Regions from separate parts of the Hordeum vulgare genome. Here region 2 is linked to region 1. The links are chromatin contacts, called in public Hi-C maps. All regions are on one chromosome and are shown on one strand. Each heading gives the region's core, a stretch centred on a gene start, on an enhancer-like site or on the middle of the called end of the contact. The rest is flanking DNA. Distances are from core to core; before and after follow the strand shown.

Evidence for each region. Hi-C and Micro-C count contacts between places; a contact is called where the count stands out from the background.
Region 2: a contact with region 1 is called in a Hi-C map of seedling, with 3 times the contacts expected there. The contact joins the promoter of LOC123424596 here to the promoter of LOC123424594 in region 1. A contact is called at or near these places in 2 of 6 Hi-C or Micro-C datasets (leaf and seedling).

What each region holds. Positions count from the first base shown.
Region 1 is chr2H:26,382,331-26,385,669 of MorexV3_pseudomolecules_assembly, forward strand. LOC123424594 reads right to left here and starts at 2,027. Exons shown (of 28, transcript XM_045108233.1): 1 at 1,739-2,027; 2 at 1,178-1,337; 3 at 1,001-1,096; 4 at 801-915; 5 at 555-717; 6 at 167-338; 7 at 1-14. The coding sequence starts at 1,926.
Region 2 is chr2H:26,548,617-26,551,952 of MorexV3_pseudomolecules_assembly, forward strand. It overlaps LOC123424596, which reads right to left and starts at 1,447. Exons shown (of 24, transcript XM_045108238.1): 1 at 1,332-1,447; 2 at 1,026-1,186; 3 at 527-611; 4 at 59-112. The coding sequence starts at 1,370. It overlaps LOC123425132 (increased DNA methylation 1-like), which reads left to right and starts at 1,756. Exons shown (of 5, transcript XM_045108806.1): 1 at 1,756-2,980; 2 at 3,113-3,336. The coding sequence starts at 1,756.

The sequences.
Region 1 (3,339 bases), core at 777-3,276:
AGACGAGCTCGCCACTGAAAAATGAGAACTTCAAATTAGTAAGAATGCACCTAGAGTGGAGACTGAAATCGTAAGCATGAAGTGAGACATGTCGGATATACTACTGAAAAGAGCATATCAAGTAAACTTCTTTCATACATAGCAGCAAAAAGGGTAAAAGAAGTACCGGCTCAGCACTTGAATGTGTACATTTCAGGCATGCATCAATGGCACTCTTCAAAGCATGGAATGAGTCTGGAACTTGCACTTTAATAATGGTATTTGCTGGGTCCAAAGAAAGTAAAACTGGCAGAATGCGTCCATAAAAGGAGGGCCTTCTTTGAGCAATAGCAGAGAGACTGGGAGAAGTTGATATTAGAAGATGAGGTAAGAAACACATGCAGCGGAACATATACAGATGCTAATGTAAGGGGCTATAACCTGAAAAATTTCTACAAACAGAATGAGGAAATGACACAGCATCATCTTTCAGGAAATTTATTTGCTCGAAAGATGATACAAACTGCACATGCACAAAATAAATATATAATGGAATACAAATGGATGAGGCCAACCTAGTAACGAAGACAATGATCATCGAAGTGCTGAGTAGTCTTATTTTAGGAGACTTCAGTTGTTCTAGCAACAGTCCCAGGCTCTGGCTGGCTTCCATGGCTAGGTCACCAACATTAAGCAAAGGGTGACCTCCCCTTAACCATGCTATATTGAATCCCATATCTAAAAAGGATTGCCAGATTATGATGTCATAAATCCAAATGTTAAACAGGCCATTCGTACAAACTAGTACAGCACTGTTCTACCTTCTATGGCTTGGTTTGGTGGATCAGATGCGATATTAGGATCCGGGGTGTGCATAAGAACTGTTTTCTCAACAAACTTAACAGCCAGCAACCTGACTCCTTCATTGCCGGTAGGCTGACATGGAGATGCCAAAAATGAAAGGAACTGTAAGCCAAGATGATGCAATTAACTGGATGCGAAAAAGAGGATAGTCGCTTACCTGGAATGCCATGAGCGACACCGCTGATTTAAGCTTGAGCATCCATTCCCATGATGATTTGAGCGAATCGTCGATCCCCCCACTCGAGAACAAACCCTGGATTTAGGACCGGCAGACAGCAATATGAGTCAAAGTCTACACACAGGCAACTCTTATAGGTGCTGCTGTTAGCGTTACCTGGACAACGAGCTCTTGCAGTACTTTGGCAAATAAGTCTGTTCCCGTTTTAACAGCCTGTCTCGCGACCGCCGGCGTCTCGTCATTCAGAAGATCCAGCAGAGAGGGCATCATGTCGGGTATAAAAACAGTGTGCTTTGACCCAATCTCACCAATCATCCTATGTCAGGTGGACGAGTCGAATTAAGCATAAGTCAAGATACTTCGGTGTGTGGCAAGAACAAGATCAGATGATATCATGGCAGAAAGCATTCGGCCGCCATTCCACCGCATGAAACCTTGGCATTTGGTACTACTGCTAGTAAGCAAATTGCACATTTGAGTAACTGCCCACCGCAACGCATGGAACTCCAGAACGTTTTATAACAGAAAGATTACACATTTGGTTGGAACTTCGCTGCTACTTTCGTTGCGGGATTCGGCATCAATTTAAGTTTCATCGACTCGGACTGGCAGGAGGCAGCAAGGTTAAGCTGCGGACGGAACTGACTAGCGGAACGGAGCACCGAAGCGCCCCGACGGAACGGACCGATGAGAGGGGCGGGAGGCGGGATTACTCACTCGGCGACGAGCTTGCGCACGGGGCCGGCCTCGTCGGCGCGGAGCTCGGCGAGGCGGGGGACGAGCTCGTGGAGCGGCAGCCGGCGGAGCCCGCGCACCTGCAGGAGGCGCGGGCCCATGTCCCCGGCAGAGGCGTCCGGGTGGGGGAGGCCGTGGGGAGGGAGGGCTGGCGGGAGGGCCACCGCCATCGGGCCGTCGGAACCCTAGCTCCGGCGATCCCCGGCGACGCGCGTCCTGGGAGCAGTGGTGGTTTCTTCCCCCTCTTTAAACCTTTTTCTGTTTCTTGCTTAATAAATTATTAATGGCTCGGCCCTTTTGGTGTGCCTTTAAGTATCCAATCGGGGCGTAAGCGGGCCTGTTGGGTATCATGGGACGAGCAGCGACATGATTGAACTCTGTTGCTCATGGGCCAGGCCCATCTTCACAGCGTTCACGCTTGTGCAGCAATGGTTGATGGAGACCTACAAACCTTTTAAAAAAAAAGCAATAGTTGATGCACACCCTCTTATAAAAAAAGTTTATGCACAACCTAATGAAAATACAATAGTTGATGGAGGCTTGGTACCCTTTTGCTGGTTTTTTTTTTGCTTTTCCTTTCTTTATATGTATATGTACTCCAAAAATGTTTTCAACAAATTGTATGCTCGGAGGCATTTTTGTTCGTGCAAAATTTGTTCACAGCATTTGCTCATCCACTTTCGAAAAGATATTCATGACATACGAAAAATATTAGTAACCATTGAAATGAATGCACAACATTTAGAAAAATGATTAGATTTAAAAAAACACATTCATTTTTTAGAGGTGAAACCAAACTTTATTGATCATAATCCATAGTTTGTGGGATACAATTTGCATGGGGATGACCAAGCCACAAATGGTGCCCCGGTTGTAAGGAAAGTGAAAATTTAGCAATGTTATGGGCGTCAGCATTCGTTGCCCGTCCCTCAAAGGTAAAGGTACAGTTAAAGCCGATAGCGCCGTCATTGATCTCCTATATGATCGAACCATACATCCCCTGTTGCCAAGATTGATGTCATTGATTGCTTGTTTAGAGTCCGAGGCTATAATAAAGTTGTGCACCAGCAGATCTTCCGTCAAAGACAACGCCTCCCTACACGCGATTGCTTCAAGGGTCGCTACATCATGAACTCCAGGGATGACTAGGGATGAACTGCCCATGTAATTTCCGTTCGCATCTCGACAAATAGCAGCTGCAGAACCTCCTCTGTTTTGCCTCGCATAATTGGTAAAAAAATATGAAAATATGTTCGCATAATTGTAAAAAGATGTTTGTACAATTAAAATTTATTCATGACAGTTACAAATGTCCACGATTAAAATACATGTTCATGGCATTTTAGAAAAATGTTTGTGGAATATAAAATTGTGTTCGTACAATTTTCTGAAATGTTCATAACGTATAAAAATGTTTGTGCCATTTGAAAAACTGTTCATAAACACTTCAGAATTATTTTGCTCATTTTACAAAAACTGTTAATGGCATTTTTAAAATTTGTTAATTGTGTATATAAAAAATGTTCAAATGTGCATTGTACAAATGTGTGATTCGAATATATGTTCAACATGAAACTGAAAAA
Region 2 (3,336 bases), core at 197-2,696, 170 kb after region 1:
AAGGATGAAAAAGAAAAGGAAATTGGATACAACAAACAGCTATCTCTCAATGCCATACCTGGATTTCATTCTCATTAGAAACTGCAATTAGTATCCCCTGATTTTGTATAAACTGCAATACATGACAATCCATTACTCACTTTTACAACTGGCAATCAGATATAGGGTTTTAGAGGTTACGAAAGACGTAAGCAAGTACAAAGTAGCTAGTTACTAGTGTAGCATGCAAAAGTAGCTTCTGGTGGCACGCAGTTTCTTCAGAGAACTATATAACTAAGGCAGAGGCCAGAGGGTGAAAGTGTACAATTTACTGAGGCAAGTAACATGGAAGGAACCCAAAGGACTGTACTGGCTAGAGTTTCAGTCAAAGATAAAATCGACTTCACTAGAAAAGGAACACCCTCCACTTCAAACCAACCCAAACTAAAAAAAAAAAAAAAGAACTCAGCATTTTTCCACTGAGTTCATTGTCTAAACACGCATGGTGAAAGTAGATAATGATCAGTCATTGGATGGAAAGCCAAACCTGAAGATACTTGTATGGCATGCTCTTTGGCGATATGAGGATGCCTTCAATATTATCACCCCCAAAGATTTTTATCCTGCCATCCCTGCAGTTTGAAGCGCGGTCACCATCAATCCAACAGGAGGTGAACACGACATGGACACAGAAAACGTGCTCAACGGCTTGCCGGCATGCTCTACTAGCTCGAATCGATCAATGATCTCAACACGCATTAAGTGTTCAAGCCTAAGAGCTGAAGGCGGGATGGAACACTGCAAATGCATGACCTGCTTTACATGCTTATTTGGATGCCTTTCTGTATGACAGGAAATGGTTTGCTGCTCGGGCTCAGAGAGTAAACACAACTTGACAGAGACATCAGCTTCGGTTTTAGTACTCCCTCCGTCCCAAAATGACTGTCTCAAGCTTAGTACAACTTTGTATTAGAGCTAATACAAAGTTGAGACATTTATTTTGGGACGGAGGGAGTACTATTTTGCAGTGGAGGTTGGGGACTCACAGCGTCCCGACGGCGAGGAGCCGCTGCACGGGGTCGAACGCCATGACGGAGGCGGCGTAGGGGACCCCGTAGTGGAGCGCGATCTGCGCGTCCAGCTGGGCCGCATCGCCGGCCGCCGCCGCCCCTCCTCCACCACCTCCTCCTTTTTCTCCGCCCCCTCCCTGCAGCAACAGCCAGACACACAGAATCACCAGCAGAAGGACAGTGTCAGCTCCGGAAGGAAACCCCGCCGGCCAGCCCCGGCGAAGGTGATCTGGTCGACCCCAAATCTGACGGGACAGAGCGGGGGAGGGGACGGGGCGAGACCTGGTGCAGCTTCTTCTGCAGGAAGCGCTTCGCGAACATCGGGGACGGGGCGGTTCGACGCCGGCTGCGGCGGGGACGTCGACGGCGACGGCGGCGAGGACTGGTGACTGGTTCGCGGCAGCAAGGGGGGCGGGGGGGGGGGGGGGGAGCGGGTGAGGTGAAGACGAAAGTGGGCGAGAGCGACTATGGGAAGCGGGTACGGCAACGGGAGACGGGCCGGGCCCGGGTCGGGCTCACCAAAAATCACACCGAGGGCCGAGGCTCCTACGTATCCGACTCGCACCACGGCTCGTAACCGATATATACCGGCCAACACCTGCGATCATAACCGATGCCAACAACACTCGCCATCCGCCGGAATTGGTAGGTACCTCAACGGAAAGCGATCCGTCTTCCCAAGCTCCCATCGCGCCGGACGACGACCATGGCCATCGCGGAGTACGTCGAGTTCATGGCCGGCGGCGGCCGCGGCCCGGGCGGCGACGAGCTGCGGCGCAGGGCCAGGGACAGCCTGCTCTCCTCCGGCTGGACCTTGTACAAGAAGGCCAAGTGCGACGGCCGCCAGGAGCTCCGCTACCAGGCGCCCCACGGCGCCTCCTACATCTCCCTCATCGTCGCCTGCAAGAAGTTCCAGCAGTTCAGCACCGCGCCGCCGAGGAGTAGGACGAGCGGCAAGCCGGGTATGAAGAGGAAGAGCGCGGCGCCGGATTGCTCGTCCAGGAAGAGCAAGGAGATCAATGCGGAAAATGGCGGCCGTGAGACGGGTTTTGGCGGCGGCGAGGACGAGCGTGGGCCGGCCGTCCGCAACCCGTTCTCCAGGGAGTGCTGCCTCGCGAAGCACCGGAAGATGAGGAGGGTCTCCGCGCTCTACGCCGACGACGCCCTCGAGAAATACGCCGCCAGAAAGAGGAAGAAAGCGTCGTCGGCGCCTCCTCAACTTTGTGCTGCGTCCCCCGCGGCGTCGCTGGTGCGCGTGCTGCGGCCGAGGACCAAAGACGGCGACAAGGCTCAGGCTGCTGCTGCTGCGGCGGCGGCGGCGTGCCAGCCGACCCGCTCAAGGACGATCATCGCGGTGCTCATGGACAAGAAGATCGTTCCCCCGACGGCCAAGCTGTCCTACAAGCGAACCAGGGACGAGCCTCCGGTCAAGCAGGGCACGCTCACCGCGCAAGGGACCATACGGTGCGCGTGCGGCTGCGGCCGCAAGTCCTTCACCGTGGCAGAGTTCGCGGCCCACGCCCTCGGCGGCGAGTGCGGCGCCGAGCGGCCGTCGGCGAGCGTGTACCTCAACGACGGCAGGTCGCTGTCGCAGTGCCTGGTTCAGCTGATGCGTGCCCACGGCGGCGGCGGCAACAAGACCATGGGCTCGCCGTCGCCGCGCGCGAGGCTGAAGCGCAAATGCCCGCCCGAGCTGGAGGGCGGCGACTTCGTGTGCTCCGTCTGCGCCGACTTCGGCGACGTGCTGCTCTGCGACTGCTGCCCCTCCACGTTCCACCACGGCTGCGTCGGCCTCGACGCCACCCCGCAAGGGGAGTGGTTCTGCCCCTCCTGCAGGTGCGCCGTTTGCGGCTCCAGCGAGTTCGACCTCGACGCCGACGGCGAGTTCACCGACAAGACGGCGATCTACTGCGACCAATGCGAGCGAGAGTGTAAGTGTACATTTAATACATCCCAAATCACTCCGAGAATCTAGCTACAATGTGCATTGAATATCTACTGCATGCTGGCATTTCATGGATTCTACTGCATGCATGCTTATTCATCTCCGTTTGATTTTACAGACCATGCCGGCTGCATCAGGAGCAGAGGCGACCGGCTCGAGTGCTGCCCGGAAGGGCCATGGCTCTGCAGCCATGACTGCTCGAACGTTTTCCAGCGTCTGCAAGGACTGGTTGGAAGATCAATCCCTACGTCGGTGGAAGGCTTGACCTTCATCGTATTGAGATCGACCAAGCTCCCCGAGGAGGAGGCCATGGCGGCCGAGGAGCACGGGAAGCTGTGCGCG